3 separate regions of the Mus musculus genome follow, and regions 1 and 3 are each linked to region 2. The links are chromatin contacts, called in public targeted proximity ligation maps. All regions are on one chromosome and are shown on one strand. The core of a region is the stretch at or near the end of the contact, and the rest is flanking DNA. Distances in the headings are between cores, read along the strand shown.

Region 1 (2,875 bases), core at 175-2,674, 130 kb after region 2:
AACATCCTGCCGTGCCCCCAGGTAGGGCATTTAAAAAAAAAAAAAAAAAAACTTGCAGATTCTTTGCGTATATGTGATGGCTTCTAGTTTTGTGTTTTTATGGGATTCCTGTTTGTACAAACGTGTGTGTGTCTCTGTGTCTATACGGGGTTCGTGTGCTTTCATTTGGCTCTTGTTTTGTCCTATTTCAGTTTGTGTGGTTTTGCTATATCATATTTTATTTTATTATTGTTCTAGAGGTTTTCTCTTAGTTTTCTAAGGACAGACGGAAAAGTGGTGGATTCAGATTGAAGGCGATGTGTGTGGGGGGGTATTGGGGGAATTGGAGGAGGACACTATCATCAGAATATATTGTATGGAAAATCTATCTCCAATCCTAGGACAAATGATCTTGTGCCACAAATCATATTCTAAGAGTAAATAGATGGATTAACGGACCAGAGTCTTTTTGCTATGTAGAAAAGAATTCTTTGCTTACTTGCTTCAGGCAACTTACCTGCTGGAGCTGAAGCCCCACCAGCCTTATTATATTTGCCTTGGTCTTCCTCCAGTCCCCAGAGAGCTGGAATTACCCGTGTGAGCCACTACACCTGACTTAAGATTCACTTGAATACTGTGTGTGTGTGTGTGTGTGTGTGTGTGTGTGTGTGTGTGTGAATGTGTGTATGTGTGTGTTCCCACATCTTAAAAAAAATAGTAAGATAACCAGGAGGGTTTCAGTTACTCGGGTAGCCTACAAGTCAGGACAACTAGAAGTGTTAAAAGATCCATCTTTGGGGGCAAGTTCTGTGCTTATGAAATTGGGTTAGTAAGACTTCATGTGAGATTTGTTAGCCCGGTCATGTGCATTTTCTGCCAGCCCTTCCTGGGATGCTCTGTTAGTTTCATGTTCCTGTGAGAAGACACCTGTGATAAACCTAGAGAAAGAAGAGAAGTTTCATTTGGCTCACCCTTCCGGAGGATTCCCTACGTTTAGTCAGCCATGCTGCTTCTGAACCTGGGTCAAGGTAGGGCAACATGGCAGGCAGGAAGCCAATCTGTTAGGAAGCCCTTCACATGGTGGACAGGAAGCACAGAGAGAGAGAGACAGAGACAGAGACAGACAGACAGAGAGACAGACAGAGAGACAGAATAAGGGTTAGTGTTCCAGTGTACCCTCAGAAATCGCATCCCGTTACCTAGCTTATTTCCATGATAGCACCTCCCAAACTCTCACAGCTTCTTGGTAGTCCCACAGTGCTGGCCAACAGCCCCACCCTCGATTCCTCAAAACTATTAATGAATGCCACGCAATAATGGTGACCACAAAAGGCAACAGGAGGGAGAGACACACAAAAATGTAGGAGATAAGAACCAAACAGTCCAGTGACTGCTGACCTAGTAGACAGGAGAAAGCTGATACCTCAGTGTCCTGAGGGGGTTGGACTGAATACGGGAAGAAGCGCCTGGCTTATCGCTAGAATCTGGGAAGGCTCTGGAAGCAGGAGCTGTTGGGCAGAGAGAGGCCACAAAATGCAGGCCTGTTTGAAAGCCTGGGGAGGGAGTTAGAAATCTGCTTCTATCACAACCAACCAAATGAAATCCTAATGAAATGTTTCTCAGCTGAATAAAAATAAATGAAAGATTCATTACCACGAACAGATAGAGAAGAGTAAAAGGCTCAGCACACACACACACACACACACACACACACACACACACTACCTAATGTACAAACCATAACACTGGAAAATTACAGTATATCAAGAACATGAATATACAAATCACCGTATAGTCGAAACAGGTCCTATGTAAAAAGATTGAAAGCAGGATGGTGTTCAATAATTTAACACCAACGCTGGATCCTTACAAGCCTTGAGCCTTAGCAGTCAGGAGGCAGAGGCAGGCAGAAATCTGTGAACCTTGTGTACATAGCAAGTTCTAAGACCACCAGAGCTACACAATAGAGAAACACTGTCAAGATATATAAACAAACACATAAGACAAAAAAAAAAAAAAAAAAGAACTCTGAATTACTTCCTTAAAAATTCAGAGAGATGGTCCAGGAGCCACGGGTTACCGTGCAGACACGGCCAAGTCCAAGAACCTCACCACACACAACCAGTCCTACAAATGGCACAGAAATGGCATCAAGAAACTCTGGTTACAAAGATACGAATCTCTTAAGGGGGCTGACTCCAAGTTCCTGAGAAACATGTGCTTCGCCTCTAAGAAGCACAAGAAAGGCCTGAAGAAGATGCAGGCCAACAATGCAGTGAGCGCATGCGCAGAGGCCATCAAGGCCCTGGTGAAGCCTCAGGCCATCAAGCCCAAGATGCCAAAGGGACAAAGCCGCAAACTCAGCCACCTGGCTTTCCTCACCCCAAGCTTCGGAAGCAGATTCGAAGCTACATGGCCAAGGGGCATAGGCTCTGCCATAGGTTCAAGTCAAGGCAGAGGCCAAAGCTTCAGCCCAGGCTCCCAAAGGTGTCCAGGCCCCTGTGAAGACCCCCATAGAAAAGGTTCCTGCCAATGTGAAGACAGATGTTTGTCTGTGACACACCTACCCACATGCTATTTGCAGATGACCAGTGTCCTATGCTGTTTTTACAAATAAACTTGAGGCAAGAAAAAAAATTCAAATAGATATTATTTTCAATCTAAAAATTTTAAAAATCCATGCAAAGTATGTATGAAGTAGAAGAATTAAGACTATTTAATTGATACATATTACTGGGCGTTATTTTTATATTAACATGTGGGAATAAGTCAGGGAAGAAAAACATACGGGATTCCAGAAACATGTAACTGAACATGTAACATGTAAACAGAAGGAAAAAGACCAAAGGAAACTCGAGAAGGACAGTTTAAAAAGCAGTCTAGCAGCCTTAGAGGA
Region 2 (3,074 bases), core at 419-2,918:
TAGACCAGGGGTTAGAAAATCCTTCTTTAAAAAGCCAGATAATAACTATTTTTAGGCCTTGCTGTCTGCACAGCTCCCGTGGCTGTTGTCAGCTCAAGAACAATCATGCACAGTACATCCACACGAGGCCAGGCCGTGTGCCAATAAAACTTTATTCATGGAAACTGAAGTCTGAATTTCTCCTAATTTTCTTGTCTCAGAAAGTATTAATCATTGTTTTGTTTTGTTTTGTTTTTGTTTTCCCAAGCATTTTCAAATATATAAATTCTCTTAAGCACAAAGGCAATACAACAGACAGCAGACAAGATTTGGTCATTGGCAGTAGTTGGCTGTTCTTATTTTACACTGGCCACAGATGTTTGCATGATAGGACGGATGAGTTTATCAGGTTCATGGCTATGGGTTAAAGGGCCAAGCACCTACAGGGTAATAGCTTTTCCCACAACTTGTAAGCAAGTGAGTTATATCTATAGTCAAGCTACAGCTGTTATGAAAGCCATCCAAGGGGCTCTGGCGCCCGAGGAGAAAGCCTGTGTCTGTTTCCCCAAGGCAGTACCACTGGGCCACAATTAGTCAGTACCTGGCACAGGATGGGTGATAAATCAGTGCTCACCTATTGAAAAATTCTTTTCAACACTTTAAGATATGTCCTGGGTCTGTGACTCCCTCTAAAACATTATGCAGTTCTCATTTAACACACGTTTGAAATGGGGATTTAGAAGTCAGAAGACTCACCATACGCCAGACATCAGTAAAATATCTTCATAAGCAAACGAATGACAATAAGTCTATTTCAGTCCACGGCAAACTATAAAAGCCACAGCTAAGTCCATTTAAACGAGGCCCTGTATGCACCCAGAGGCAAAGTGAAGTCACTGCACACATCCAGGCTGGGCTGGTAAGGAAACACCCTAAGTTTTCTCCTATGGCATTAACTGCATTCCATCCAGCCTATAGAAGTGGCTCAGGACATGAAAAAGCTACCTGGATAGAAAAAGGGTACGAAACGTAACAGGGACCTACCAGATTGGAAGAGCCAAAGTCAAACCTACTCCTGCACACTTCTAAATGGGCATCACCTCTGCCCATCAAGCACACCTACACAGAACACAATCACATAGCTCAGGGCTGTCTTCCTTTAGCATTTATACGAATAAGCTTTATAGCTTCTCACTTAAAAATTCTCCTTTCTTAAAAAAAAAAAAAAAAAAAAAAAACCCGGGTGAATCTGCAAAGAGAGGCGTGAGAATGTGAAGGGATTTAAGTGGTAACTAGTGTGTTGGTACCAAGATGAGGCAAAAGAAAAAGATCAAAGGTCCGTTCCTCTAAGCTGGGCGGCACCTTGGCACCGAGTCCTGGAACAGACGCTGGTTGATTTGAATAAAAAAGGAGCAGAAGTAACAAGAGATAAGAAATGATTGGCTAAGAGATATAAAACCACACTTGTGAAGGGGTCGGGGCGGGGGGGGGGGGGGGGATGATAAAGTTTTCCAAGCAGTTGCTAAAATCGCTGAGTTTTCAAAAGCCAACCTCAAGGAAAAGTAGCAAAGAGAAGCACCCTGTATCCTCCGCCATAAATTTCTGAATTAAGACACAATAGGGAATGAAGAGACACACTGCAGATTCTCGGCAGGATGAATCAATCTGGGGAAGCCCTTTGCGTTCCTGCCGGATGATGTCAGTCAGAACCCATCCCCAGGAAGAATAGGAAAGCTTCTGGAAGGGTCTCTGGAGCGCCAGGAATGTTGTTTGTGATGACTTAGAAAGGCTTCCGGGAAGAAGAGGAGTCAACTTGCTGCTTTAAAATAAAAGGAAACGAGGGAAGAAACCCCCTGGTTGTAAGCCATCAAAAGCCTTCAGATTTTCTCAGAAGTCCAGAGTGTGAATATGAGCAAAGCCATACTCTATTGATTCATTGCTTAAAATGTGTATTTACCTACGTGTTGGATATAAAAGTATAATTTAAAGGGTTTCTAAGAGCAGCAGGCAAGAACTAACAGCCGTCCTACCTTACTTTCTAGCTGATCTCCAGAGTCCTCACGCTTTTAAGACAGACACAGCTCACAAGGAAAAACACCAGCAGCCTGTGACCTGGGTCCTATCTCAGCTCTTCCACCTCTAACAATGAGAAAGACTACAGTCTTGTTAAATATATCGAAGCCCTAATATTACCAGATAAGTAAGGACTGAGTGTTTCTGGGGACTCTTGTTAGAGAACTTTCTACATAGGGTGAACATACCGTAGGAGCTCATCAGAAGTCAACTGGGATTTGCTCAACAGCTACCCGCATTGAGTACTTACGGTCTGTAAACCGTCTCTCTACACTGCAGCAGGTGACTCAGCAGCTCTGTAATGAAGGACAACTGTCATCCCCTTTAGACAGACACACACACCAAGCCTTAAAGGTGTCAGGATGCTTGCTTCAGTTATCTATTAGGAAGCTTGCTTTGGTCATCTATTAGGAAGCTTGCTTCGGTTGTCTATTAGGAAGCCTGGCCCAGAAGCTCTGCTCTCACCAAAGGAAATATGGGGAGGTCGGAGAAGCTAAAATTGCATTATCTTTTCTCTCTTTGCCTCTGTCAAGACACAGGGAACAGCAGGAGATGGTTTCCTCTCTCATTTGTACAAACAACTCCTGACCTCATTGTCACAACAGAAGTCAAAGACAATGGCCATAAATAGAACAGATGTCGGGATTCTGAGACACTCTGTGGTCTGGTAAAGGTTGAAAGGTGTCTTTTAATGTGTGCGGTTGTCACCTGACTCAGAAGTGTCCTGGGTTATGTTCCTACATTCTACGGAGGCTCCATGTGAATGCCATGTGAAGAGCTATTAGAATTTACAGCACGATGTGAGGACTCCCAAGCACCCTACAACACAACACCACAGTGACTCCAAAGGCCCTAGCAGATACCAAACACTGTGGATGTCATATCTCTCATATAAAATGGTATAGTTATATGTAATCTACATATATCTTCCAGCATATGCTGAGTCACTTTTATAATTTGATGAGATTATTTGATTAATCTCATTATAATATAACGGGATTATTTATAATACCTAACAAAAT
Region 3 (2,941 bases), core at 172-2,671, 160 kb after region 2:
TGTGAACTATCTAGTAAATTTGTAACTGTGTTGCATACGCAACAGTGTTTGTGATTAAACTAGGTTCTGTGCATTCAGGTTATGCCCTAACTGTTCAGTGAGGCTAGAGATACACAAGCTGTTATTTTTATAGCATCAGAACTACCCGTTTTGTCCCTACTAGAATCACTACACTGGTCATAGTCTTTGCTTCTTTGATCCTCCATGCTGTCCTGTCTTGAGCTCAGATACCATGTACTGATAATGCTGACAATTTCCTAACTACTGGACATTTTAAATATGTAATATGTTTAGTCCAACAACTCTAAAACCAGTGTCTGCCACCCTTCTACATAGCAGCCATGGCCCTCTATGCCTGTCGCAAATAATCTATGGAAAATATACCCACAGTCACAGATGCTAGTATTCCAAATTGGCAAGTCTGTACGCCAAAGTTTATTGATAAGTTAATTATTTGAGCCAAGCTCCAAACTCATTCTTCCTATAGAAATAATGTTGTAAGTCACTATTGGTAGTCTTTTACTGACAGTCTGCACACCTAGATGATGTTTGGCTGACTGTATCATGGTCAAGATCCAAAGGGGTTTTAAGGGCATGCAATCCCCCCACCCTCACTCCCATGCACCGTATACTAGATTCTACCAGAATCCCTAGTGGGGTGTTTATGCTTAACAGCAACTGGAGGACATGTTGTGTCAACACTTCGGCAACTCCTATCAGATTAATAAGAAGTTGGCTTTTTAATCTCTGGGGTATAAAACAGCCCCGTTGCTATCAAAGAATTGCTAGGTGTCTGGCTCCGCATGACCCATCACTACAAAGAGCAAGCAGGATACTGCCTCTGGCTGCAGAGCTTAATTCACATCTAGAAGAAGCACATGTTGTATCAACAGAGAATGGAGATGTGGGTGCCCCTGTCACATCCTGGAAGGAAAGTTGCTTCTATGAAAAGAAACCGTGGAGGTTGTAAACACCACCAGCTAACCAGCCTTGACTAGACACTTATAGAACAAATGTAATTTCCAAAGAGAACCTGGGGCGGGGGGGGGGGGGGGTTGTTGTTGAAGGTTTAAAAAGTATCACAGAAAAGGGGAGTGAGTGTATGAAGAAGGCATCTCCTGAGGTGACTGGTAGGTTGTGAGGGAAAGCCTTGTAGAGGCTCTACTCAGAGGAGACTGAGCCCTTCCTTAGGGCTCTGCTGTGCTGGTGTCTAGAACAAGGGGGATGCTGGGTAGATGGGAAGGATGGGAGACAGCAATCCAGGGGTCAGAACAAAGAACAGTGTCTCAGCAGGGAGCTAGGACTGGCCCTGCGACCTTTATCCCCTATTGTCTGTTTCAGCCTGAAGACTCTATCTTCAGCCCTTTGCTTAGGCCTTGCTCTGTGCTCATTTCCTGCCACCTTCCCCCCTCCCCGCCCCCACTACCTGCCAGCTGAGTACCTTAACTCCTTCATGTCTTGTTCAAGTGTGCTCTGACTAGAGTCCTTTAACCCCTCCCCTTTAAAAAGATGAGTAGAACACTTGGAAAATTTGTGTGTGGTTCTTGCACAAGGGCCGTGTCATCTTCCCTATACTGTTCCAGTTTTAGTAATTGTGCAGCTGAAGTGAGCAAGCGAGTGAGCCCTAACCTCCCTTTTAAACATATCACTCCATTCCCCCAAAGTTCCCCTTGGCTCTCCTTTCCTTTATAGATAGCGGCTATTGCTACCTGACTTCTATTCCGTATTTTCTGCTTTCTTCCACCACACTGTAAATTCCAATCGGGGAGCCTGGTTCTCAGCTGTGTATCCTGTGCTGAGGACTGAGAATTTGGTTGGAAAGAGCGTTGCTCCTTAGAAAAGTATTTACAGAAGGGGATCCTTTTGGGCCTGTGTCTTGTATTCAATCACTAGATCATGATTAGTCTGCCAGTGTGGAGGGTGATTCTGTTAGTGCTTAGATTTCTCTGTTAGAAGCCTGGGGGTGGGGCACCATTTGTCTTGCCCCTTTTGGTGTTGAATCTTTCCAAGTTTTATTTTGACATACTCAAAGCCCATGGACGAGTCACAAGAGCTTTGCAAAGGGAAGTCCGTGTTCCCCGCTATTCACCATTTGCCCCACACACCACCATACCCTCTGTACCTCTCTGTTCGGTGTTTCCCTGTATAATTCTCGCAGCTGTTTATGTCACATTTAATTTTATCACCTAAGAAGGAGACTCCGTGTCATGTTCAGGGATTGTAACATGGACACAGCACAGCTAGCTCAGTGTGCACACCTTTCTATCCTGTTTCCACCCTGTCTAAACACAGCAACGACAGTTGAAGTCAGTGAGCCCACCCGGAATTGCACATTGCACTTGGTTGTCCCATTCCTTTAAGCTTCCTAGTATGTATTTGTTTTTTATTGTTTTTCTAAAGCTTATGTCATTTGTTTCGTTAAGTGGCCCTTGCCAGGGCTTGCTTTATATTTCCCTATTGTTAGAGTCAAGATAGACTTTTGGCAGGAGTTATGTATGGCACAGACAACAATGTATCCTTGTAAGTACCTGAACTTAGGAGCTATGGGATGTATCTTTACTAGTGTTGTCAACTGTGAGCTCCTTTGTCTCATTCCCTCACTAGTACATAGTGAGTACTTGTAACTTAAAATTTTGCAACATAAAATTTTGTTACATAGAACTATAGAATTTTGGGCTGGTGAGATGGCTCAGTGGGTAAGAGCACCCGACTGCTCTTCCGAAGGTCCGGAGTTCAAATCCCAGCAACCACATGGTGGCTCACAACCATCCGTAACAAGATCTGACTCCCTCTTCTGGAGTGTCTGAAGACAGCTACAGTGTACTTACATATAATAAATAAATAAATAAATAAAAAGATTTAGTCTTTAAAAAAAAAAAGAACTATAGAATTTGACTGGACAAGTATTGTAAAACTACTTAAATATTTGGTTCCTCGACAT

What was found.
Region 1: a contact with region 2 is called in a targeted proximity ligation map of extraembryonic endoderm stem cells. A contact is called at or near these places in 1 of 39 promoter capture datasets (embryonic stem cells), 4 of 484 Hi-C or Micro-C datasets (DN3 thymocytes, the HPC-7 cell line, embryonic fibroblasts and 1 more) and 6 of 130 datasets of targeted methods (embryonic fibroblasts, embryonic stem cells, extraembryonic endoderm stem cells and 3 more).
Region 3: a contact with region 2 is called in a targeted proximity ligation map of extraembryonic endoderm stem cells. A contact is called at or near these places in 7 of 39 promoter capture datasets (3T3-L1-derived adipocytes, the C10 cell line, the HPC-7 cell line and 3 more), 5 of 130 datasets of targeted methods (T-cell acute lymphoblastic leukemia, embryonic fibroblasts, embryonic stem cells and 2 more) and 1 of 9 other capture datasets (embryonic stem cells).

The regions. Positions count from the first base shown.
Region 1 is chr19:36,359,272-36,362,146 of GRCm38.p6, forward strand. It overlaps a transcript of Pcgf5 not described here. Among named protein-coding and RNA genes, the nearest start is that of Pcgf5, 49 kb to the right of the region's middle.
Region 2 is chr19:36,226,308-36,229,381 of GRCm38.p6, forward strand. All of the region lies in intron 1 of Gm32027 (a long non-coding RNA gene), which reads right to left. Among named protein-coding and RNA genes, the nearest start is that of Gm46664, 8.1 kb to the right of the region's middle.
Region 3 is chr19:36,383,285-36,386,225 of GRCm38.p6, forward strand. It overlaps a transcript of Pcgf5 not described here. Among named protein-coding and RNA genes, the nearest start is that of Pcgf5, 25 kb to the right of the region's middle.